Regions from separate parts of the Mus musculus genome. Here regions 1, 2 and 3 are each linked to region 4. Evidence: chromatin contacts called from public HiCAR-type, HiChIP or PLAC-seq and promoter capture Hi-C data. All regions are on one chromosome and are shown on one strand. Each heading gives the region's core, a stretch centred on a gene start, on an enhancer-like site or on the middle of the called end of the contact. The rest is flanking DNA. Distances are from core to core; before and after follow the strand shown. Region 1 holds the start of Gbe1 (glucan (1,4-alpha-), branching enzyme 1). Region 2 overlaps Gbe1 (glucan (1,4-alpha-), branching enzyme 1). Region 3 has its middle 50 kb from the start of Gm36766. Region 4 holds the start of Cadm2 (cell adhesion molecule 2).

Region 1 (3,136 bases), core at 488-2,987, 2.7 Mb before region 4:
TTTTATATTCAAAAAAAATGTGGTGAAAATATGTAAATAAACATGTAAGTATATTTCATACAAAAAGAGAAAAAATAGATAAAATATTTGCTTTTGTTCTAAAAATCACTTATTCCAAAATCTGCTCAAGTCTTTTAGCTTTCAGGAGTACGTGCTAATTATCTCAGGGGACTCAGGCTTGCATCTTCTGAGTGAAAAGTTGCCAGACTCCTCCCCAGTACTTAATTTAAAGTCACGACTAAGTACTGTAAGTGAGGATCAGCCCAGCTGGCTGCTGTAAGGAGGGTTCCTGTATTAGGATATGTAAACTCTGGAATGAGCAGTTTATAATGCCTACTGTTTTAGAATCTGAGAATATTGGTTTTCTAGAAAGTGACTTAAGTGAATACATTTAATAACATGACAAAGCTAGGTCGTTGAGCTTTAAGGGTCTTTGTGTTTTCAAGTCACATCAACCCATGTTCATAATCACCAATGCCACCAACTAGTTCTATGTTTTCTATGATTAAAAAAGAGTCTATCGACTGGTGCCAAGGTAGTTTTGATTTTTGTAGTATCTAGGCTTTAAAGAAGAAACTAGTATGACAAATATGACAAATTGACTGGTGCCAAGGTAGTTTTGATTTTTGTAGTATCTAGGCTTTAAAGAAGAAACTAGTATGACAAATATGACTGCAGCAAAATACTTGCAATCGACTCATAACTACTCTAATTTATATACTAGCTACTTTAATTTTCAATCTTAACCTGAGCAGATTGCAATTATAAATTTCTGATAAGTGGGAAGCCTGGTGGGAGAGGAGTTATACTTTTTGAATTGGGCTCTGCAAGTTAAGCCATCCATGCCCTGTTAACTCTCCTGGAAGCTAAGGTCAAACACCCGCAAAGGTCGCTCTTCGATGTTGGTTTAAGGGAGAAGAGATCTGACCAACGATTAAAGTGAAACGCAGATTAATGAACTCACAAGAGCAAACAGGAGGGTGCAAGATGTTGAAAGACTGCCTGAAAGACTGCACAAACGCTGCTCGGAAGTAGACTACAAAGTTGGAAAAGCAAAATCACACACGCCCTGGGTCACGACCACTGCAACTCCCAGGACCAGAGGGGGGTGGCCTGTGAGTCCCGGAAGCCGCTGCGTGGCTGCAGCGCTGCCTGTCCCAGCACGTAGGGGAGGACGCGCGGCCAGGGACTGCGAGCAAGTGAGCGAGCACGGGGCGGACGTGCAGCAGAAAAGTTCAGGAACTCCCCCGGGAAGCCGGAGCCACGCCCACCGCATGATTGGCGTGCGAGGGGGCGGGGCCGCGCGGAGAGGGGGGAGTCGGGCGGCGCGCGCGCGCACGCGGGAAGGCCGGCCGCAGGCGGAGGGCGGTGGAGGGGTTCCCCCGGGTACCTGCGCTGGAAGTCCGCGGCGAAGGGCTTCAGGTACGGGTCAATCTCCAGGAGTCGGGCCAGCTCCGGCACGTCGGCCAAGGCGGCCTCCAGACGAGCATCGGGGCCCGTTTCCCCTGCCGCAGGAGCCGCCGGCGCCGCCATCTTCGCCGCAGCAGCCCGAGTAGCCGAGGCCCGAGAGGGTCGAGTGGGCCGAGTGGAGTGCGAGCGGCAGGGCGGAGCCGGGCGAGCCTAGGCGAGCCGCCGGGGACTTGCCCTTTATAGCGGCGGAGCGGGCCAGGGTGAGCCCGGGACACACGTCCTCAGCGCGGGCCCCCGCCCACTCACGGGGCCGGCCCCTGGAGCCCTGAACTGTGCTGGCTGGCCACCGGGAGGCGGGTCTCACCAGTCCCTGTCCCTTCCCCTTCCTGCCCGGTGGTCACCTCTCCTCAAACACCTGCTCTCATTTCTGAGTTTTGTTTTTCCTAGGGCGATGGTTTTCAAAAAGTGGGAAATTCACCTGGACCACGGTTAAAAGTCGACAACGCGAAACTATTTAGAATCTTAATGTCATTTAACAACCCTACGGCCCTAACCTTAATGTGTCTCAAGAGTTTAACCAAGAGAGTCTTTAAAGATTTTTGCATAGATAAGCATGGATAGCCAGCCAGGTCCCTGAAGTCACAGTAAGAACAAGAACTTTCCTGGTTCCCTGTACTGAAATCAGGCATTTGTGTTTCACCAACCAAACTGTCTTTGATGAGACATGACTGGGAGAACATCATTAAAGTGGACTGCACTCTCCTGCTTAATCACAGTGATGAAGCAAAAACTTTTCTGGCCAAGCTCCCAAGTATAACTACCCTGTGTCCTTTCTGTCCAGTGGTTCCTTTGCAAGAATACAGAATGGGGGCTTGATGCCATGATGGCTCACTAGGTAAAAAGTGCTTGCCACAAGGCATATAACTGGAATTATATTCCCAGAACCCACGGTCTGGAAAGAGGAAACCAACTTTCAAATATTTTCCACCCTGCCACATATATACTGATACACAGACATACAAAAAAATTTTTTTTTAAGAATACAGATTTTGACACAAGGAGAAATGGACGCTGCTACTCAGGAGGCTGCAAGTTACTTTGCACCTCAAAACTGGACAGGCTTGAGTATAATTTTCTCAGTTGAAATCTGGAAATGTAAAATCCTATCGCTTCTCGGCCTTTTGGCTAAGATCAAGTGTAGTAAAATCTTAGCGTCTAGGAAGAAGGAACAGTATTGACCAGCCTTGGGATATAAACATTTAAAACAGGGTTTGTGATGAACTTAAGAAAGAAAAATATTCACTTCGATGTGAATAGCTAAAGGTCTTAGATAAAGGTATATATATATCTACAAATGGGGGGGGGCTTGAACCCAGAAATAAAGTACCTAGTAGACACCCAATTCTGTAACTTCATTTTTTACTTTCATAACTCTAAATTTTCATCACTTCACACTGAAATTTCCACTTGGCTGACTAAGAAACCTGAACCAACTATCTTCTTCATAGCATAAGCGTTCACCTGTTAAGGTAAAACCAAAGCACTGATTAGGAAGGGAAAAGGGAAGGGGTGAGAAAATAAAAATAAAGTTTTCCTGAATAAACACTACCTAAAATCAGCTTTTATCACTTTTATACAGACTGATAATCACCCATAAATTACCATTTTTACCCACTCCCTGTACCAGTATTTCCCAATGTGACCTTGATATGAGTCACCTAGTGAA
Region 2 (2,969 bases), core at 379-2,878, 2.9 Mb before region 4:
GGGGGGAGGGAGGGTGTGGGGGACTTTTGGGATAGCATTGGAAATGTAATTGAGGAAAATACCTAATTAAAAAAAAAGTCAGAAGAAGATGCTAGGAGCCTTACTCTATCACCGTCCACCTTGTCTTTTAAGACCGGGCATCACATTTATGAAGCCAACTTTTTGCCAAGGGTGACTAGCCACCAAGCTCCTGGGATTTGCCTGTCATCTTTGCCTAATGCCTGGGCTATCCATGTACACAGTAAGTCCGAGTTTTAATGGACGTGCTAGGGATTTGAACTTGCATCATCTCTTGGTAAAGGTTTTATTTTTAATTATGCATATGTGCCTGCATGTAGATCTATACATATGAGTTTGATTAATCTTGGAAGGCAGAAAGTTACGTTGGAGACGATGTAGCTGGAGTTCTAGGCAGCTGTGAGCTACCCAGTGTGGTGCAGGGAACTAAACTCAGGTCACCTACAGATGCAGTCCATCATTAAATAACCGAATAACCACCAAATAACTTCCCCAACCTCTGAGCACAGCTCTTCTGGCTTTCACAAGTGCTCTAGGCCACTGAGCCACATCCCAGGAGCCTGGTTTCTCTGATTTTAGGTTACACAATGCTTCGACTGGTTAGAAAAGGTAATTAGCGGCCTGCTCCATTATACATATGCGACTCTACATGGAGAACACATCAGAGTTGAGATAAAGCTCACTAATATTTCTTGGAAATCATTCCTTATAATAGCATAATAAAAAGCACATTAGTCAATGCAATTTGGCATTTTTCTTTTTATTGATGAAAGTGAAAGACATTATCAGAAATGCTACAATGACCACTTCAAGTCTTCAGAAGAGTGAAATATCAGCGTCTACTGAAACAGTATACGGACAGGAGAGTACAAGATAGAACTTAATGCAAAGTGAGGCACAGATACGAATTTTTATATCATCTTTTATAAGATTCTCATTTTATATTAGTGCTATGTGTTTAATACAGTATTTCTAAACACAATTAAAAAACACAGCAAAGAAACAAACTCAGTACCTCATCATTAAGACAAGTAGATATAGAACAAATAAGGCCACCAAATATCTATCTCAAAAAATATTTTTACTACAGCCAAAATAATCATGCCTGATGAATAATTCAAATTTAAAATGAAAGAATCGAATGCTTTGCCAGAAAAGTAATATTTAAAAATTATCATGTGCTACACTTCATTTGCAAATCCTAATTTCTTGGATGGCTTTGAAATAGACGTTGCTAATATTTTAAGCACATCCTTCATAAGCAACTTATATGTTTGCGTATTCCAACGCTGAGTTCCAGCCTGATGTTTTGGCTAGACAGCAGTGTTTTGCAAAGCTTACACGCTATCAACACTGTGAGGGGGATCAGCGGCAACACGTCGGCGTGAGATGGGCTGAGTGTAGGTCTCTTCAGTTTTGCAGATCCACATTCTGAAGGATGAGAGCCACTCGGCTTGGAATGTACACCTGTCAACACAATCGCAACGGTGTAATTAAAAGAAATGTTGAACAAGCTGTCGTAAAATCAAAGTGACATATATACCACGCAGTCTCTCACAGGACTGTAATCAGTGATTCACGGAATTCTACCAGCCATCGGAAGGCTCAAATTCATTCAGCAGTTTTGGCAGCAAGGGCTATTACAACAGTAACCACTAGAGGGCTCCAAACTATTTACAAAAGATTCAATTCCTTACAGGAATGAAGTCAAGGGCTCTCAAACTTAAATCTCACTATTAGTTGGTGTACAAGGGCTGCGTGCAGTTCACACCGTTGTTGTAATTGGAAGAATAAATACAATAGTCAGGCACTCAATAATGTTAACCCAATTAAAGAAAAAACAAAATAAGAAACAAACAAAATAAAGGACCCTTTCTCTGAGATAGGTCATACGCTTTCCACACTCTTATCTTACTGCGATCTGCCCTTATGGTTTCTATCACACTCCCACTACAGCTATAGGAGTCTAAACGCCTCTGAATCTTGTCCGGAAGGTATCTTATGCTCTAAACTTTTCCCTGGTTCCCTGGTTTCTATAGCTTTCAGGCCTTAGCAATCCGTAGCTCGATGGCCAGGTTACCCTAGGACACCACCACATATTGAATGTTCTCCACTCCATTTAAATCACACAGCCGTTTGGCTCCTTCGGGTCCTTTCACGTAATTTGTGTATTTCGTTTCCCTCTCTTCCTTCCTTCCTTCCTTCCTTCCTTCCTTCCTTCCTTCCTTCCTTTCTCTTTCTTTCTCTTTCTTTCTTTCTTTCTTTCTTTCTTTCTTTCTTTCTTTCTTTCTTTCTTTCTTTCTTTCTTTCTTTCTTTCTTTCTTTCTCTTTCCAGATATCTATCCTCTTACCACTTTAAGGAAGTGGGGGTAAAATATCACTTGGTCTTTCATAGCTATCAGGTGCCATTAGGAAAGTTGGGTCCAAATAATGGCTGCATTAAAAAAAAAAAAATTGTAACTACTTGAGGAACACACTTCCAAAAATTCCTCTAAAATTACTACTCATAACATAGTTTTTATAAAATTTATAACTAATGAACTGTGTGACCTGATTTATTTTCTACATAACACACTTAAGAAGTAGCAATGTAAATAATAAAATAATAATTGTAGATCACTGATGTCATTATGAGACCTCTCTCCATTTCTTTGTTAATATTTTACTATATTCAGTTATTTCACCTCTACACAAACACTTGACACTTTAAAAATGTCTCTTATAGTTTACAACCAAATTAAAAACGACAAGAAACATGGCTTTATGAAGAAAAACAAAAAATAATCTCATTTGCCGTTTAACTTTGCAAATGACCTCACTATTTCTTGTCTAAGATATCTACAGTAAAGAATCCCAATTATGCTTGCAAAAGTCAGGCAGACCAATGGAACTGGCTAGTTTTAAACATTAAAAGATAGCTCATGTTAAAAGATGTAGTTTAAATAAAATTC
Region 3 (2,937 bases), core at 63-2,562, 2.6 Mb before region 4:
AAATAATTGAGACAGAGATATTATACCAACGTAGGATGACACCAAACCGTGATGGATGTTCTCTAAACTCAGCAGCTAGTGTTTTAGGAAGTTGAATATTTCTACACTGACATTTGCCCACTTCCGGATTTTTGTTCTTGTTGTTGAACAAATATTTATAAAATTCTTACCCATCTCCATTTTTGGAGAAGATGCTTCAGTTATAAGGAAAATGTCAAACGTGGTTCCTTGTCTCTTGGAATCTACTTTTTCTTGGGGTACAGGGGGTTAATTAACAAGTTTAAAGAGCCACGTTTCAGACTATCACAAGAGCTGTGTAAGAAAACATCAGGAGGCTTGTGAAGAGTGACAGGAGGTCGAACATAGGGAGTGGTGACTCCAGGAACTGATGTTTAGTTGAGTTTACTGAACTTAAGGACAAACTTTGAATCTTTGGTATTTTATAACCTCTTTCTTATGTATCATAGTTCACATAAAATTGAGAACTGGATCTGAGTTCCTTCTGTGCAAGAGATTTTTATCCATGCTTTTTTTTTATCTTTCATTTTTATTATTTTCTTTCCAGTTTTTACAGACACACACTGAGCCGCAAGGATAAGCTGCCTGGCGAAATATGTCTACTCGATTAAATAATTTAGAAACAGACCTGGACTTGGTTTATATGCATCTACATTTAAAAATAAATCTCAAAATAAAAGAAAGAAAACAAAAGGGCACTCTGCAAACTAGCCTTCTAAAACTAACATCAAAATAATCAAATAACTCGCTAAATAGATTTATATTCAAAGAAAAAACTACCAATTAACCTTCCCCTGTCCCCCATAGGAAAGACAGCCAGAGAGAACAGTGAGAAATTTCTATGGAGAGAGGAGGAGATCCATTTGGAGGGTTGTCCTTGCTGAAGGCAACACTCCCTGGCAAGAAAATCCAGCGACTCTCCACTTAGGTTTACGACCTCTTAAGGGCTAAAGGAGCTTTGTTAGCAGAGAGAAACACAAACAACTAGGGGAAAAACAAGAGGGTTGGCTAAAGGAGCCACACCACATTGAGACAGTTTTCTGTCGGTGGGTTTATGGTTTGGGCCCTGGATATAACTGGAGAGGTTGTTTTCTTTTGAGCTCAGGGCTGGGGAGATGTAACAGGCAAACTGCATCTGAGCTGCAGAACCCCCATTTGCTGATAAGGAAAAGATGCACTGTTTGTGTTAGAAGCAAACGTCTTCCTGGAATTCACACGCTATGTACTGTGCTGACCGCCTCTCCTTTGTAAGTTACGGTGTCCTTATGTCACCTGAAGAAACAGCACGTTTAAAGAAACTCTGCACGTGAGAATCAAAAATAGAAGGCAAAAAGCTGGTGTTCTCTTCTGCTCACACCCACAACACCGTATGTCTCTCTAGTTTCTGGAATGAATGTTTAAAGCTGGTTCCTTATGAATGTTTGTCTTCAGATTATAAACCCCTTTAAGGATACTCTTTATCTTTGCAATATTACTTAGTGTCCAACCATGCCTGAGAGACTTAGAAAACATTGGGTCTAAGGAAAAATGGGGGATGGTTTGTTAATGTTACTTAAAATTCACATATCCTCTCCTCTTGGGCTGGCTCTCTCTGTCTCTCTCTGTCTCTCTCTCCTCAAATAAAATTATCATCTTGCCTGCTAGTGATTTTCCCTGGGTCTGGTGACAATATTTCACCTATTAGTAGCTTTTTAGCAAGATTGGTTGTTCCCTCCAGAGGAAAACATTCCTTTTGCAGGTCTTTAAGACAGCATATAACTGCTTCTCCCCAAAATCTCTCTCTCTCTCTCTCTCTCTCTCTCTGTCTCTCTCTCTCTCTGTGCTTCTCTCTCTGCCTCTCTCTCTCTCTCACACACACACACACACAGACAGACACATACTTCTTCAAATGCATGTACAAGCCCTTTACAAGTTCAGTCTGTATAATGTTATTTGTGTTTATACAATATCAGGCTGTCCTTGATGATCAGATGATGTGGCATCTCAATATAGTTTTATTTGTAGTTTCCTATTGGCTAAGAATATTGAACTTTTTTTCAAATATGTATTGCTTATTTGTACTTCCTTCTTTGAGACTTATATTCAGTTTATTATCCTAGTTATTAGTCAAATGATTTGATACTTTCATGTATCTTGAAGTATTTTGACTCTGTTTTCCTCTAAAAGTTTTTACCTGTGTACTTGGAAAATTATTGTTATTTTCTCAATTTCCAATTGAAATTCAGAACTATGCATTAGACCATCTACTATTCTTTTAAATTTGTCTCTTTATTAAGTGGTATTGGGGAAACAGGAGGAATAAAGATTTCTATCTCTCACATTGTAAAGCAACCAACTGGAAATGGATTGAAGATATGAGCATTAGACCTGACACTTTGAAATTATTAAAGGGAAGCAGAGAGAGGGAAAACCCTTGAAGGAGGCAGAGGTGTGTGCATCTCTGAGTTTGAGGCTAGTCTGCTGTACAGAGTGAGTTACGGAGTAATCAGGGCTATACAGAGAAACCCCGTTTCCAAAATGAAAACAACAAAATAGAAGTTTCTGTTCAGAACTGAAAATTTAGAAAGTAAAGAGCTAACCCACAAAATAGCACAAATCGTTGCCATATACCTGACTGACAGAGGATTTAAAGAGTAAACAACAAAAGTTCTAGGCAACAAATGAGCAATAGGAACCAACATGTATCTCTCTCTCTCTCTCTCTCTCTCTCTCTCTCTCTCTGTGTGTGTGTGTGTGTGTGTGTGTGTGTGTGTGTGTGTGTGTGTGTGCTATATATAGGGTGAGCATGCCCATAAATTCTTGGAGGCCTGAAGAGTACATCAAATGGTATCTTTTCTACCAGTGTCCACCTAATTCAGCCTGGAGCTCACTTTTTTGGCTAACATGGCCTCGACTAAACCCTGGCAATGCTCTTGTCCC
Region 4 (3,055 bases), core at 295-2,794:
TCCCTAATGTCTAAAACTCATGGTGGGCAACTACCTTCAGCAGTAATAAAATTATTCCCCCGTCCTCCTCCTTTCAGACCCTACTTGCAATTTTATTACTGAAATGACACACCTTAATTTTGAGAACCTATGGAGAAAGTTGAGTAGAGATATGAATGGGTCATTACCTAAAAGGCTTTAAGGGTTGCTCATAAAAAGTTGCCGCAAAGGAAGCAGCAGTCTTGAGAAAGGGCAAAGGGCATCCCTATAGGTCTCTCCTCTCATCTTTGCCTCAGTCCTTTTTGGTTGCAAGCTTCTATTGTGTGTTATCTAACAAAGCCGACCTATTTACGTTGTGACTGATTCAACACACCAGAACTCTTCCATCATCTGCTAATTTGGTCCAATTAAAAACTGGTCATAGGGAGAAAAAACTACGAATTAATCTCGGTTAGAAAAACTTGTGAATAATTTGTCTTGCTCATTTAAAGCTGGACTTCTAAAGCTCGTGGTTTGTATTAAGTGATTCTTCCTGACCACTTTATGTCACACCCTCGAATGAAACACATTTCCTCTTCTTTCTTCTTAGGAGTATTGTTGGCATTTTAAAAGAAATTTTATAAGATTCCCTGTTATTTTTAATTAGGAAAAATCCTCTTCACAGCTACACTATTCTTCGCAAAGCAGACAAACTATCGGGCCCCAGTTACATGTTTGCTCTTTACATGGTAAGAGAACTATTACTATCATCTTTTTCAGTTGAGAAGGCTTCAGAAATACCACCACAAAAGCATTATGAAACCAAAGAGACAGCTATGGGATTTGAACCGGATCTCAGTCCCTATACAGTCACTCCCAGAGCTATGTGGAGAAGTGGACGTGGTATACGTAAACTTTTTGAAGAAAAAACAACAACAACAACAACAAAGTGATTTTTTTCCTTTACTTCTAAATCTCTGCTTCCCCAAGTTCTTGCAGGCAGGTAGGTGTTCAGCGCCCTATACTTAGCCTCTCCCACGCCCTCTGTAATCTCTCCCTTTTGCGGCTGGGAGCATTGAAGATTGCTACTGCAGCTGGTGAGTGGGCAGGTGAAGCCACCATCTGCTCTAGGAGTCCAAATGCTCAGAAGAACTTCGCACCCAGGACCGTGCCCAGGCACATCGGATTCCAGAACCTAGGGGTGTGGGATGGGATGGTGCTGGGGGTGTGTGGTGGTGGTGGGGGGGGGGGGGGAAGATCCAGCTAACCCCGCCCCCTCGCGGTGGCGATTGGCTGAATTCTTCTCCAGGGCTCAGCACCTGTTCATGAACAGGGCTGTCTTCCCTGCAAGTTAGCACGTGGCCACCTTTAAGGAGGTGACACCAGTCCTGAGTGCGTGAAAGGGGGCTTCAGAGCTTCCTGCCCGAAGGGTCCTTGAGAAGCCTGTTTGTTTTTCCCGGCGCTTGTCTCCTCCCACCCTTCTCTGTCATTGGCCCGGTGTGGTGGGTGGGTGTGTTCCTATTGGTCAGGGGGTGGAGCCTATCCCTGGCCAGGGTAGGGGCGGGGCCTTCGCGGCGCTGAGCTTGCCCTTGTGTCTGGTGCTCGCTAGAGCTGCTGCTGCCGCCGCTGCCGCCGCCGCCGCCTCCGTCGCCGCCGCCGCCGCCGCCGCCGCCGCCGCCGCCACTGCTGCTGCTGCAGCCGGAGCATCCGGGAGCCGCCGCCGCCGCTGCTGCCACCGCTACCAAGCGCTGCTACCACTGCTGCCCACCTCTTCTCCCAGGACTCTGACACCCGAGCGCGAGCGGCGGTGCTGCCAGCTTGCTGCCCCTGTCCCCCACCCCTCCCTTCCGTGACCTACCCACTCCTTGCAGCCCTCGCCTGCACCTTCCCCGACACCCCGGCATCTCCGCATCACCTGCCTGAGCAACCTCCGGGCGGGCTCTGGGACTTGCCTCGAGCTCCGAAAGGAAGGCAAGGTCCAAACCGGTGCCGGGCAGATCGGTTGTCGGGGCTGCACCACCAGCAGCAGAAGGAGAAGAAACTATTTAGCCCACCGAAACCCCATTCTGCGGGTGCTCTGCCACTGCCGCTTTTGCTGCCGGCAACCAGCTTCCGCGCGGGTTCGAACACAGCAGCGGCGGTACCGTGGGTCCGGCGGGAGCCGGGGGGACGACACCAGCGGAGCCCTTGCACTGTGTGGTTCGCTCAACCAGCATCTCCTTGCCCCCTCGATCCTTCCCCAGACCCTTAAAAGAAGGGACCATGATTTGGAAACGCAGCGCGGTTCTCCGCTTCTACAGTGTCTGCGGGCTCCTGTTACAAGGTAATCCCCGCCCCGCTGTGGGGAGCATCGCTTCACGCCCATTCCCCATCCTTGCCATTCCACCCCGTATTTCCACTCTCCCCTGGCAATCCCCCAGTGCCCGGCGGTTTCCAGTCCCTCCCCCTCCGCCCCGGTGCTGCAGGGGGCAGTGGCAGTTTGCACCAGCCGTTGCTTCTCCAGCGCTGGCTCAGCCCAGTTCTGGTAGCAGAAAGCTCCTTACGCGGCACCTTTCGCCTTTTCATTCACCTGAGCTGCCTTCATCCCACCCCACTCGATCCCCGCCAGCATCCCCCTCCCACTCAGGGTGGCTGGCAACTTGTGCCTGTCTCAACATTCCATTCTCCGATTCCCCCACCCACCCTCGCCAGCCACCTCCCACATCACGCTCTTAAGCGACCCTTTCCACCTCTTGTCATCTCTTTAACCTCCTCCCCTTTTAGGGTCGCCTTCCTCTTTCCCTTCTTCCCACCAGCATCTCATCCATGTGTCTTTTAAAAAGTGTGTGAGAGCCTGGAAGCAAGCTCCCGCGACGGCAAGAACAGCAGCAGCGGCGGCACCGTGTGCATTGCAATAACATCCCCGGGGTGGGGGGGTGGGGGATTGCGAGACGTGTCATTCACCTAGGAAGAGAAGGGAGACTCTGTCTGGTCTAGAGAGAGGAGTACGAGCGAGCGGAGAAAGAGAGAGAGAGAGAGAGAGAGAGAGAGAGAGAGAGAGAGAGAGAGAGAGAGAGAGAGAGAGAGAGAGAGAATATGAATATGAATGAAACAAGAA

The links. Promoter capture Hi-C pulls out the DNA fragments that hold promoters and counts their contacts. HiCAR-type assays count read pairs that join an accessible place to other places. HiChIP or PLAC-seq counts read pairs in DNA pulled down with a chosen protein or histone mark.
Region 1: a contact with region 4 is called in a HiCAR-type map of astrocytes, with 8 times the contacts expected there. The contact joins the promoter of Gbe1 here to the promoter of Cadm2 in region 4. A contact is called at or near these places in 2 of 39 promoter capture datasets (cranial neural crest and hippocampal neurons), 1 of 484 Hi-C or Micro-C datasets (embryonic stem cells) and 2 of 115 datasets of contacts at active chromatin or transcription factors (astrocytes and forebrain).
Region 2: a contact with region 4 is called in an H3K27ac HiChIP or PLAC-seq map of SST interneurons, with 30 times the contacts expected there. The contact joins the enhancer-like site here to the promoter of Cadm2 in region 4. A contact is called at or near these places in 4 of 39 promoter capture datasets (cranial neural crest, frontonasal cranial neural crest, hippocampal neurons and 1 more), 2 of 484 Hi-C or Micro-C datasets (cerebral cortex and forebrain) and 4 of 115 datasets of contacts at active chromatin or transcription factors (SST interneurons, astrocytes, embryonic forebrain and 1 more).
Region 3: a promoter capture Hi-C map of hippocampal neurons shows a contact between it and region 4, with 12 times the contacts expected there. The contact joins the enhancer-like site here to the promoter of Cadm2 in region 4. A contact is called at or near these places in 1 of 39 promoter capture datasets (hippocampal neurons), 1 of 484 Hi-C or Micro-C datasets (cortical neurons) and 4 of 115 datasets of contacts at active chromatin or transcription factors (SST interneurons, astrocytes, embryonic forebrain and 1 more).

What each region holds. Positions count from the first base shown.
Region 1 is chr16:70,312,550-70,315,685 of GRCm38.p6, reverse strand. It overlaps Gbe1 (glucan (1,4-alpha-), branching enzyme 1), which reads right to left and starts at 1,737. Exons shown (of 16, transcript NM_028803.4): 1 at 1,391-1,737. The coding sequence starts at 1,533.
Region 2 is chr16:70,567,505-70,570,473 of GRCm38.p6, reverse strand. Gbe1 (glucan (1,4-alpha-), branching enzyme 1) reads right to left here. Exons shown (of 16, transcript NM_028803.4): 16 at 754-1,485. The coding sequence ends at 1,429. Among named protein-coding and RNA genes, the nearest start is that of D16Ertd519e, 47 kb to the left of the region's middle. Within about 2 kb of position 1,628, at least 16 of the 459 cell types and tissues checked have an H3K27ac peak or open chromatin away from gene starts, as enhancers often do. A contact at or near this core is called in SST interneurons and forebrain, where this site is marked.
Region 3 is chr16:70,173,691-70,176,627 of GRCm38.p6, reverse strand. No RefSeq gene overlaps it. Among named protein-coding and RNA genes, the nearest start is that of Gm36766, 50 kb to the left of the region's middle. Within about 2 kb of position 1,312, at least 16 of the 459 cell types and tissues checked have an H3K27ac peak or open chromatin away from gene starts, as enhancers often do. A contact at or near this core is called in cortical neurons and hippocampal neurons, where this site is marked.
Region 4 is chr16:67,619,397-67,622,451 of GRCm38.p6, reverse strand. Cadm2 (cell adhesion molecule 2) reads left to right here and starts at 1,544. Exons shown (of 10, transcript NM_178721.4): 1 at 1,544-2,281. The coding sequence starts at 2,221.